Linked DNA regions of Anser cygnoides: region 2 is linked to region 1. Evidence: chromatin contacts called from public Hi-C data. All regions are on one chromosome and are shown on one strand. The core of a region is the stretch at or near the end of the contact, and the rest is flanking DNA. Distances in the headings are between cores, read along the strand shown.

Region 1 (5,640 bases), core at 2,814-5,313:
TAAATGAAATACTTGAGTGTTGCTGATATCTGGGTTTACATAGGCATAGTTAATGCTGCCCTACATTTGTTCATCCTTGCTCCTTTATTCATTGCAGACAGCACTTTGAGCATACCTGTGGCTAAAATCTTCTTTGCATGCTGAGTATGGACATGACTCACAAATGATAGTGTTTTGTAACTTGAAGCTTCTTCCCCCTGCTGAATAATTTGCAGTAGAATTTCTTTTATGAGGAGAGAGTAAAATATTTATGCAGCTCATGAACCGCTGCAGGAATGGACTTAATTGCCTTGACCGCGGTCTGCCTTTGCAAGTGGTGGAGCTGGGGATGGGAGGCTCCCTTCGCTTCCACCGGCCAGGGGAGGGTATGGCGGCACTCACCATGAGCCACCTTCTCTTCTGACACAACCTGGTGCTAGCTGGTCGTTGCGGTAGGGCCATCCACACCTGCTCTGGGGACTTATTCCCACAAAACACAACCGTTTGGAGACAGCCCGTGGCTCTCACGGTTGCGAGGTCGAAGCATCGTTTATTTTCCTGAGTGTAAGGAATTAATGGCAGATGAGCATTACTTCCCCAATGACCTCATCGAGGTCCCCGTTCGGTGGTGTTTGGTTCCTCGCTGGCACGAGCAGTCACCGTGAGTCTTGTTTTCTTTCCAAACGCAGGAAATCTCCCACCTCGGGATTTGCTCAGCAGGATGGATGATTCACCCCGAGCTCCACCGTCCCTTCCTCCAGCTTCAGCTGGGGGCTCTAAATAGAAAATGGCCTCAGAGAGATTGCGCATCGGGGAAACCCTTTTCTGACCCAGCGTACACTCTCTGCACAGTATCTGTTTCATTGTTAGGAGCACAGACTTCCTGAACTCCATCCCCCCTCCACGGCCTCTGGCCACCCGACGTCAGCAGTATTTCCTTGCATGCCTGGCATGCTTGAAATTGTTGGGGCTTAGCTGGGAAACAGAAGGGATTTGGGGAAACAAGGATAAGATACAGTTTTCTTAGAAAAGAGAGGAATTTGCTTCCGGACACCATTTTGTTACGCACTGGCTGTGTTTCCTCCGCACTTCACCATGGCTCATTTGGCCACTCAGGCTGCCGCAGTCCCTCAGGCAGATGTTTCCTGCCCAGATCCTGCTCTGTACGATCTAGCGAGGTAGGAGATGTCCCAGGAAAATTATGACAGCTTGGTTTCAAGCTGAGGTGTCTGTGAAATGTTTACAGGCAAGATACCTCTGTGCCTATCCTATTTTTAGGACAAGAACATAGCCATGAAGTCATTCCAGGCCAGATGGCCTCAGGATGGCAACAGAGTCCCCTGTCCATTTTATTCATGACAGCAGAGGTAATCTTAGGGAATCTCTGAGTTATTCAGTTATTCAGCCCCTGGTTTCAGGCATCAGTTCAGCTCCAGGATAGCACGCTGGACGAGTGGCACTTTGGATGGGCTCAGCCAAAAAAAGCCACAGGACCCACAGTTTGTGTCTCAAAGGCAGCCAGGCACCTCTCACTGAGATGGGCAGTGATGCCTAGGCTAACCTAGGGTTTTCTATCCTCATTTTTTCTCTTAAAGCCCCAAAAGCCAGATCAGTGTGAAAAAAAATCCCATAGGACCCTTGCCCCAACATCCATCACAGCTTGCAGACCAGGGGAGCCTCAGCAGCTCTGCCTGCTAAACGCCACCTCTCCTCTGAAGCAAGGGCCTGTAGGGACAGCTCCTGGGCCCTTCTCCACCAGGCTGTCTGGTTTTGTAGGTCAGGGACCCCAGACCTGTCCTGCTTGAAGATGTCCCACTCCACATGATGGAGTTTAACACACACCTGGCTGGAGGGAGGAGCGGGGGCTTGTGGATAGATGTCCACCAGCTCACCCGAGAACTTGGGAGGCGCTACGGACACCTGAGTTATGTCAGAGCAAAGAGTAATGCTTCTAGAGAAGAGATGGAGAAGGACTCTATTCAGAATGACCTACAGACCTGGGGTTAAGAAGAGTGCTTTGGAAATGAGGAATGCAGATTCATATTGCCACACAGTTGGCCACCGTGTCCCAGGGGCAGCGTGTCTGACCAGCAGCCTTGCAGCAGGACACAGCCAGGCAAGAGGTCTTATTTGCTCCTGTACTGTGAATATTTTCCATGAAAGCAAATTTCTAACACAATAGCATACAGATGGAAAACAGTCTCAGTACGAAGGTGGAGGAAACAGCTTGGTTTAGCTCTGACTCTGTGTCCTCTGTGACCCTAATCAATCTTATAGCAGCAACAATGAAAGCCCAGCTACGGCCCTGGCAGTGACAGCGATGGGGGAAGACCAAGGGACAAATACATCTGCAAGAAGCAGGCACTGATCCAGGCCAGAGGATGCTCAGCAATAAGAATTCCACAAGGCAGTTTTTTTCAGGTGCTAAGTGCTAACTGAGCAGGGTGATGGCTGGAGAGACACTGACGTAGGTCTAGCAAAGGCTCTGGCCCCAGGGAGAAGCTTCTTGGAGTCTGCTGGCCCTCAGCCCTGGAGAACTGTATATCAAGATGACTGTGCATAGAAAGAGCTGCTTACAGGATGACTGCTGTTCCCCTTTTCCAGCCAGGTTTGTCAAGTCTAGAATCTCTTAGATTAATTCAGCACAATCCCATCATAGGTGCAGCAATGCTGTTGCTACCACACAGGTGGGACATTTTTCTGTGTCCTGGCTCTTTGCTCTGATCCATGCCCTGCTTTTTCTCCCACTGCCTCTTTCCATCCTGTACCTCCCTTTTCCACTTTCCTCCTCCACCACTGTTTGAAGTATTGTGGAATAGGCTGATCCACGTGGTTTGTGTTTCCTGAGTGTCATCCCCCTTTTGTCAGCCCATCGCAGACATTTTGGCTCTGAGTCACCAGTGAGGACCCATCCAAACAGTCACTGGCATCTCAGCGGGGACTCACGCTCAGGTAGTGCCAAGGAGGTACGAGTATTAGCTTGGATAACCAGAAGTAGGAAATAAACCATTGGGCAAGAGATGACCAAGACAATATTTTCCACGCAAGCGATGTTTCCACCGTCAGTTTCTCTGATAAACGCTGGGAACTGCTTTCAGACAGATTGCAGGGCGCAGGTCAACAGAAATGATCTGTTTGTAGTTACTGCCGTCAAAACAGTACACGTACGTAGATCTCAAACAGCCTCGTAATCTGTGGTTATCTTTTCTCATTAACCACCAGATAACTTGTTTGTTTTCCGGATGAGAACTCAAATGGCTTCTCAAATCGTGCCACTGTGCAGGGGACAGGTGCCAGCTCCTGGGTGCTCTGTTTGTGACTAAAACAACGTCCCTCATGCCCCTGCATGAAGCCAGCTATGCCACCAGGAGTGGGGTGGTGAGATCAGCCTGCTAACATTACACATGGAAAGCATGGACTGCGCTCTCCTTCCATCTCAGACTGTCTGCACACAGCAAACACGCTGTGGGACAGCCACAAGTTGTGGCAGTGCTATGACCTGCCCAGGAGCTCTACGCCATGACAAATAACTAAATTTGTGCTTTTAGCTGGGAGATGTTCATCCCCCTTTCATCACCCTGCCGTGGCAGCATGGTGAGTCCTGAGTGGGGAGACGGTTTGTGCTCACTCTCTTGGCTTGGTGGCACAGGAGGGACATTTCACCCTATTTCTCCTCCTCAGGTGTCACTGGGGATGGAGCTTGGTCCAGCTCTGCTGGCTCCTGCGTGCCTGGCAAGCCAAAGTCAAGGCTGTTACTTGTGGTAGATTTATTGCGTCCCTTCTACTAAATTTCAAATAAAATTGTATCCACATGCAAAATATGTTCCTGTTTTGGAAAAGGCCTGTTACGGGGCAAGTTGGCATACCTCAAATTTGATTTCTTCTGATGAGATAAGGGTGTTCTTGGAGGAGATGATTGTACAATGAGGATGCCATGGGAGGTCTGAGAAGATCAGTCTGTAACTGCTCCGTCTGCCACAGACTGCCTGTATAGCCACAGGCATATCTCTTAATGTCCTGCTGGGTGATTTCCCGGCCCATAAATAGCTGTAACAGTAACATTACCATCTCCTACATTCTACTTACCTTGTCTATGCAGACTGTAGGCTGTGTAATGCTGTGTATTTCCTCATGACAAACACAAAAGGAGTGATGCATTATGCTCCTAGCAAGGAGGAAAATATTTAAGGAAATATGAATTATCTTGTGATTTGATAACTCAAGATATGTAGGTTCAGGAAGGGGAGCAGCAACCCAACCTGCACCAGCTCTCCTCTCCCTGAGATGAATTTAACAACCTCCACCCCTCCAGGTGCCAGTGCTGATTGCTTGATTTGTGCAGTTAATTTCCCATTCATCATGTCTATTCTGTCTTGACTGTAACTTCAATTTGGAAACAAAATTTTGTACAGGTATGAAAAAAAATATAAAGAGGACAAATTCTCTGCTGGTATAAATTGACTCTGCTGAACTGAAGTAGAATATACCTCCATATACCAGCCGACATGATGGCCTCTAGCATCAGTATTTATTAATTTCTGTACCAGGAATGCTAACAGCAAGTTTCAATGTGGTGAAAAGCAAATATTGATCTGTTTGCTCAAAAGTCAGATTAGGCTGTGTCCATAGGCAAATATTCCTGCTAGCAAGTGGAGGAGAGGTTGATTCCCTTTCCCCCTTCCCAAAGGGAGCCAAACCAAACTGAAGCAAAAAATCAATTTGATATCTGGTGAGGTTTTAATTAAGGAGGTACCAAACCTGAGGGAAACAGAAGCCCTGGGGAGCTGTCAAGTCAGTCTCTTGGCCGAGGCAGCCAGTTCTGCAGCAGGGTTCATAAGGACAACCACCCATTACTGTCTCTACTCCTTCTGAGGAAGGAGAAAATGCTCCCGGGAGAGAAAAAAATAAAATTAAACCTCTTCATGAGCAGAGGCAAAGGTGCTTAAAAAAGCCCTGCTGAGCACACGCACTTCATGTTTTAGTCTCCTGTTTGCCCTTCAGCTCTGCTGCTCTGGGAGGCGATCACGCCTAGCACTGCCACGTCCTCCTCTTCCTCCTGGGATGTCCTTCATGGGGATAAAGGAGGTGGGAGAGCTGTGACTAGTGGCACAGGCAGGCCCTGAACATATCTCCATCATCAGTCCCTTGTGTCCACACAGAGCAAGCTCAGGAGCAGGAGCCAACCCGCCTGCCAAGCTCCCAGCGTGCTCCAAAGGTTACCGGAGGGAAAGGTTGCTCAGGAATTGGCCAAATATGAAATTTGGCCAGGGTATAGATACCTACTTATTGTGCTTTGTACTAATTTTGTGTTGCTGCTAATCTCCGACCCAGCATAAGGTGTCTACAGATATGATGCCACGGACCTCCTTTCCCAACACCTCAGAACTGAGGATATTTCAGCCCCCTGGCTTCCTGAGGAGGAAACTCCCAGCTCTCTGGGGCTAGAAGAAACATCTCCATTGTGCCCCTTGGTCACAGAGAAGACTCCCTCTCAGTCCGTCTCAGTCCCTTATCACAGCAGCTGGTGGTGGATGGGCAGGCAGGACATACCCACTCTATGAACCCAGCCCATCAGGGGCAGTTGCATCCCATCTGACAGGGATGAAAGGCTGAATTAGCACCTGAACATGCACTTCTCAGGAGTGCTGCTGATTTAGATAG
Region 2 (6,009 bases), core at 1,020-3,519, 480 kb before region 1:
CCAGACTTCAGAACGTTTCCATCTCCAAAGCCTTTGTTTCGTTTGCAAGAGTGAAATTCAGTGGAGAGAGTGTGACTTGGCTAAAAGTAATTGAGAAACATGCAAAATAAAATGAGATAATACCATTTGAAACAGTTTGATCCAGAAGATAAATTGTTCTGAGGTCAAAGCTCACTGGTTCACAGAAATGGTTAAATAAGAACTTTATGTTGTCTAGCTCTGTGTGTATATTGAATCTTCCAATCGTGATTCCTTGGTGACGGAACAGATAAAAGTAGTGTGTGACATTTTGTGGTACCAGCAATGAGAAACACCTGCTGTCCCTTGACTAGGTAATACAGCAATATAAACTTGTCCCGGAGGAATGGTGTACCCACGTTACCTACATGCTTATCATGCTTATGGGCTGAGTCATGACTTCTGTAATCTATTTACGTCCATGCAATGTCATGTTAATTCGATCAGCCTGCCTCTGCTTGGGCCCAGAGAAACACCTGAAGGCAGCGAGGAGACAAAGGCAAAATATAGAAGTAGCTAACAAATCTCTGAATCCTGAACACTGGCCAATCCAAAGCTCTGTTAATCTGCAGTGCTAAAGTGAACAAATAAACAGATTTTAAATAATAGTGAAAATTTCTTGATATTTGAATGCAGAAAGGGATCACATGCTAGGAACAAAAATACGATATTATTTTACAGTCTCTTTGGTAGAATCATGTTACAAAGTAAAATCACTTGTATTACAAACATACTGAGGCAGCTGTGGACACAAAAGTAAACAAAAAGCTATGTTGCTTTTTGGAAGTAAAAATAATAATCTGTTGGTTGTTGTATTGTATCTGATTGGTGTGAACCAAGGACAGAAATAGAAATGGAAAAGCCTGAGAAATGCTTTCTTTTCATGATGTTTCCAATACTGATGAGTTCAGCAAAGAAGATTTCTGCAAGAAATCTCTCAGAAATGGCATGTTCCAATTAATACGATCAGACAGAATCCTAATTATAAGATATCTCCTTTATTGAAAAGTATGCCCCATGCTTACTGTTTGGTTGAACTGATGCTAGGAGATACGTGGTTGTAGTGTATGCTGGAATGGTAAGGTAACTTAACCGTGAAGTCCAAGAGCGAAAAGATACAGAGAAATAAGAGACTTTAAAGATAACTGCTATGATGCATAGTAACATTTCAAGGGAAAAGGAATTACCAGTTAGCTAAGCCAAAATTTAATTTTTGATTCAACAAGCTAGGAGGAAATATTTTGATTTGGGAAAGTCAAAACATTTCATTTTGATCAGATATATGAAAATTAAATTTACTGAACAAAATGTTCTCAACTATTTCCATATTTAGTTTTTTTTTTTTTTTTTTTAATGAAATTAGAATCACAGAATGGTTTGGGTTGGAAGGTACCTTAAAGATCAACTAATTGCAACCCCCTCACCTATATTAGTTTCAATAGATATGAGTAGAGAGAGCATTCAAACTACTGGGATTTCTCATGGCATAAAACCAGTCTTCTTACCAATGTACATATTCATAAACAGCTTTTTATTTGTTTGTATTTGAATTTAGTTTATATTTGTAGGCTTTTCTTCTTCATTCAGATGTATTTGTTGTCTGATTTTCATAGTTCTGCTACAATTAGCAAATGAAATGGAATTTAAATTAAGGAGACAAAGAAATTGTACAGAGCTCACTTTCAACATGAATATGACCTGATTTGCCAGAATATTACAAGTAAATTTAATTTTTATTTTTTATTTTTAGAAAGGCATATGACAAATTCTAGCAGAACAAAGTAAAAATCCTTAACCTTTCATTCTTCTGCCTGTAAAAGGAAGATGTCTAAATTGCACAATACTCTCATCTTCTCAAATACTCATACCTTCAAGCCTTTCAACATCTATGGTGAAAGCATGCTGCAGTGATCATTTCTTCCAGCTATAATTTATGCATTGTAAGCTTTCCTATGTAAATGCGGGAAATATATTTGAATACATTGGGAGATGCTGTAGCTGCGGGCTTTTGTTTTCAAAACTCTGTTAAAGAAAAAAAAAAAAACAGTGGAAGAGTAACATATATCTAGTATATGCTCAGTCTTCTGCCTTTGGGGACTCCCAGCAACCAAAGCAGTGCAGTGTTTGGAGCGCAGTGAGGATCTAGATCTCTCACCTTTGGACCTTTGGCAATTTGCTCCGAGCTTTCTAAACCGTTTGCCTCAGCTGCTTGCTACAGACTATATAAGTGAAGGTCCAAGTCAGAAGGCTCACTCTCCCTCTGAGGCAGTAGGGAAGAGGTGAAGAGGGGAGGGAAAGAAAAGCAGAGGAAAAGAGAGAGCAGCAAGAGGGTTCGGGGCTCGCCATGGGCCCTGTGCAGCTCTTGCTGCTCTTGCTGCTGCTCAGCAGTGGTGTTCTCACACGTAAGTACCGCCTTTTATGGCAGCGCTTTTCGCTGCTTTATTTATGAACTCGTTAAAACAACGATAATGCAAAAATCAGCAAGACAGTGGTTTATAGAATTAGAGAGGGTAAGTGTGATTAAAGAGGCCATCTCTTCCGTTTGGAGGACTGGGCAACTATAGGAGGATCCCAACATAGGAAAAAACACAAATGTTTTCTGGTGCCTTTTGATCAGATTTAATGTATTTTACAACTTATAAGGAATTCAAGTAGTTTATTTGGGCCTGATTGTTTTTCTGTAATGCGGTCCTTGTTCACATCCATGGAACTACTGCAGCTTACAGTTCAGGCTTATCCCAGGTTTTGCTGAACCATGTTTGGGGTGCGTGAAAAAAAAAATGGAAGCAATAAAGCAAAATGTATTTGGCAGGTAGCACTTAGGTTTGAAACACAATTTTGTGTTAAGGAGACACAGCCATCAGTAGTAGTAATAAAAGCAGTAGACCAGCAGAGGTTTCTTTCTAAAATCAGAAAAGACACTCTGGATCAATATGGTGCAGTGTATTGTGAGCTCTCTCTTTGCTTCCCAAGAAGTGGCTTTTCAAAATATGACACTGTAGTGTTATGACTGCAGGAACCTCAAGGAGGGAAATGAGTCTGGGGCCAATTATGCAGTTCTGAACCACTGTCAGGATTTATACGCAGATCCAATTCAGCATAAATACACCTTTGCAGGACTACCATTCTGTTCCTGACTGATGTTACAAAATTTTGAACAATGCACTTTTTTCTAATGCTTAATATTAGTGTTATTACTGTTGCTACTATATTACAATAGAGTGGTCAGCCTTGGAATTCCCATTATGGAATCCTGGAAAGTCTGCAGGAAATATTCTGAAAAGTGTTGGCATTTATGTGTGATGTCCAAGGAATGACATAGCACCACATGAGTGCAGCAAACTTACTAGGATGTATTTTATTGTATATACAATAGTCAAATGGGATGTGTCTAAGACATAATGGAGCAAACAATTCTTAAATTAAATAGGTTTTCAATTCATGTTCTTTTTCTCCAAAGTGTGAACTCTGAATATTCACACTGGTTGCCAGAGAAAGCATATTGATTGTTTAAACAAAATAATCAACAAGTATATTTACCTTGACCGATATAATTCAATCCTATTTATTGCCCTACATTGTCTACCAAAAAAAAGATTCTTGGAAAAAAAAGGTTTAATAGCAGAGAATTGTAGTATTACTTATCAAAGTTGTCGTTTTTCAAATGTACAAAATGTGAAATAAAGCCATTCATTCATTATGCAGTATTTCTGTGTTCCAAACAGACAAAACATTTAAAGCAAGCAAACTATGTTACAAGGTGTATTTCATCTGTCTACCTCTGAATTTTATGCCTATTGTTTAAACTTCTTCATGTAATACAGAACCATTAAAAATACTTGCCAACCTAGAAGCTGATCCATCTCCTTGTAAAACAAAGTAATTTAATTCAGTGAAAACATCAAAAGTTGGTATTAATTAGACAGGTCTTACAGTGAAAATGTAGTATTTCCTTTTATATATACATAGTCCTTGCTTTATGACTATAAACCGCCTGTGCAACTTTTAATTCTTGTTTTTATTCTTTACAGAAGAAGAAACACCTGAAAATGGAAATCCCGGATGTTCAAGTAACTGATTTCTTGCATCTGCTTTTGTTGTCTCATGTTGCTATATTAACTAAATACAATATTCAAAGCTTTTTCCTATTCCACACATTTCTGCCTCAGAAATAAGTGTAACAAAAGTGATGGCAATATTCTGAAGTCTTAACTGTCATTTATTTCAAGTATTTAATTATCCATAAGGCTTAACCATAAGAATATCAAAAGTTTTAGTAAAATCAGAAGAGATGAGATAGTGTTTCTAAACTTTTTAAAAAGCTCCCTTTAAGAAGCTTTTTTTTTCATTGTTTTGTTAATTTCTTAATTCTCAGGTGTAAATTCCTTAATCTGGAAATCCCTGTTTATCAGATGTGAAGCTTTACTAGTGACGTTATGCACATTACACTTTACCATGAGCTGAATCTCACTTCTGATGTACTCTTCACAGTGGCTGCTAAACCCACAGAATTGCACTTGGATCTCTAACTAAATAACTGCAGAATAAATCATCAACTCTGTCAGCAAGGACAGCAATTCCTTAAAACAAGTCAAGACTCAGGAAATGCTGACTTTATGCCCTATCTCTATAATGAACTCTGACTGGCCCTGACTGCTTGGTTAGACACATAATGTTCCACCACAGGGTCAAAGTACCAAATAAGTTGTTTTGTCTGTTGTCCCTTTTGGTCTTCAGGCTTTTTTTTTCAGTTGTTGGATACTTTAGCACCACCGCCAGGCAACTGAGGCTATTTCAGCTGCCTGAAAGAAATTCAAATTCTTTTCTGGGCTTCACTGCCAATTTCTTGTGTATTTTTGATATAATAAATTCATTGGTATTTGCATTTCTAATCTTATCATTTCCGTATTCCTTTTCCATCTATTCCTGTGCAAAAGCAGAAAATGAAGCAATAATTAGCCTTTTGGCTTTAGCCTAGCAGATATTGGTATTGCAAACATTTCTGAGAATGTACAGCTAAGCAGTGATAAAGTCCAGGACAGTAAAAAGTAACGGGGATAGTGGTGATTTTTTTTACTGCAGTTAAATTTAAGGTTAATTAGATGACTTAAGTAATTTGTCAAATGTTTGTCAGTAATGCTGATGACTATATGGTAGCAAGTATTAATTATATTATAATCGAGCAATTATATTATAAGTCGAGCAATTTCCTAAAAGTAATCTCAGTTAAAACACTATTAAAATAGTTAAAGCTTATAAAAATTATAGTCCAGTGAGGAAATACAATATCCGTAGTAATGTTCCATTCTCCTCCCTAAGTATGCAATTCTGTGGTATATATGACAAGATGCCATTTCATTTGCCCTGTGACATGATAAATATTTTATAAAAGAGGAAGAGTACACCTACATTGATGGCAGGTGTAGGCAAGCAAAATCATACAGATATGATGGTGGGCATTTGGGTTTATAGCAAGATGACTGTACCTTTTTCTTCTGCAAAAGTAGATCAGATATGTTCAGACAGTCACAAATAACTACATAGTAGATATTTAGGAAAATGAGTTTCACTCAGCATCACTATAATGTCACAGTCGCAGTGAGCTGCTCAGTCCGAACAGAGGGAACAGTAATTTCAGGTTCAGATACAGCTAAACTGCTTTAATACAGTCACTGAAAATACCTGATCATATGTTTAGTTTAAAATGATGCCTGTAAATATAATGGGAGTGCATTGTACCTGAGGATATTATTTGGCCTACATTATACATTCCAGACACAAAAAGAATATCTTATAGCTCTGTATTTGACACTGAGCCAAAATATTCTTTCTTTATGTCTCTGTTATGATGTTCATTTTTGCTTGTAGGATTTAAAATTACAGACAAATTGCCTCTGAAAACAACAGCAACGCATTAAATACTGGTGATATTCATCCCTTTGAGGAAGACCATTATGTTTTATGGCTTCCTTTGATATAAAATAGAAACAC

Evidence for each region. Hi-C and Micro-C count contacts between places; a contact is called where the count stands out from the background.
Region 2: a contact with region 1 is called in a Hi-C map of liver, with 4 times the contacts expected there. The contact joins the promoter of APOB here to the enhancer-like site in region 1.

What each region holds. Positions count from the first base shown.
Region 1 is chr3:112,970,419-112,976,058 of Taihu_goose_T2T_genome, reverse strand. No RefSeq gene overlaps it. Among named protein-coding and RNA genes, the nearest start is that of TRNAS-AGA, 120 kb to the left of the region's middle. Within about 2 kb of position 4,063, at least 2 of the 3 cell types and tissues checked have open chromatin away from gene starts, as enhancers often do. A contact at or near this core is called in liver, where this site is marked.
Region 2 is chr3:113,446,665-113,452,673 of Taihu_goose_T2T_genome, reverse strand. APOB (apolipoprotein B) reads left to right here and starts at 2,269. Exons shown (of 29, transcript XM_013194833.3): 1 at 2,269-2,420; 2 at 4,050-4,088. The coding sequence starts at 2,363.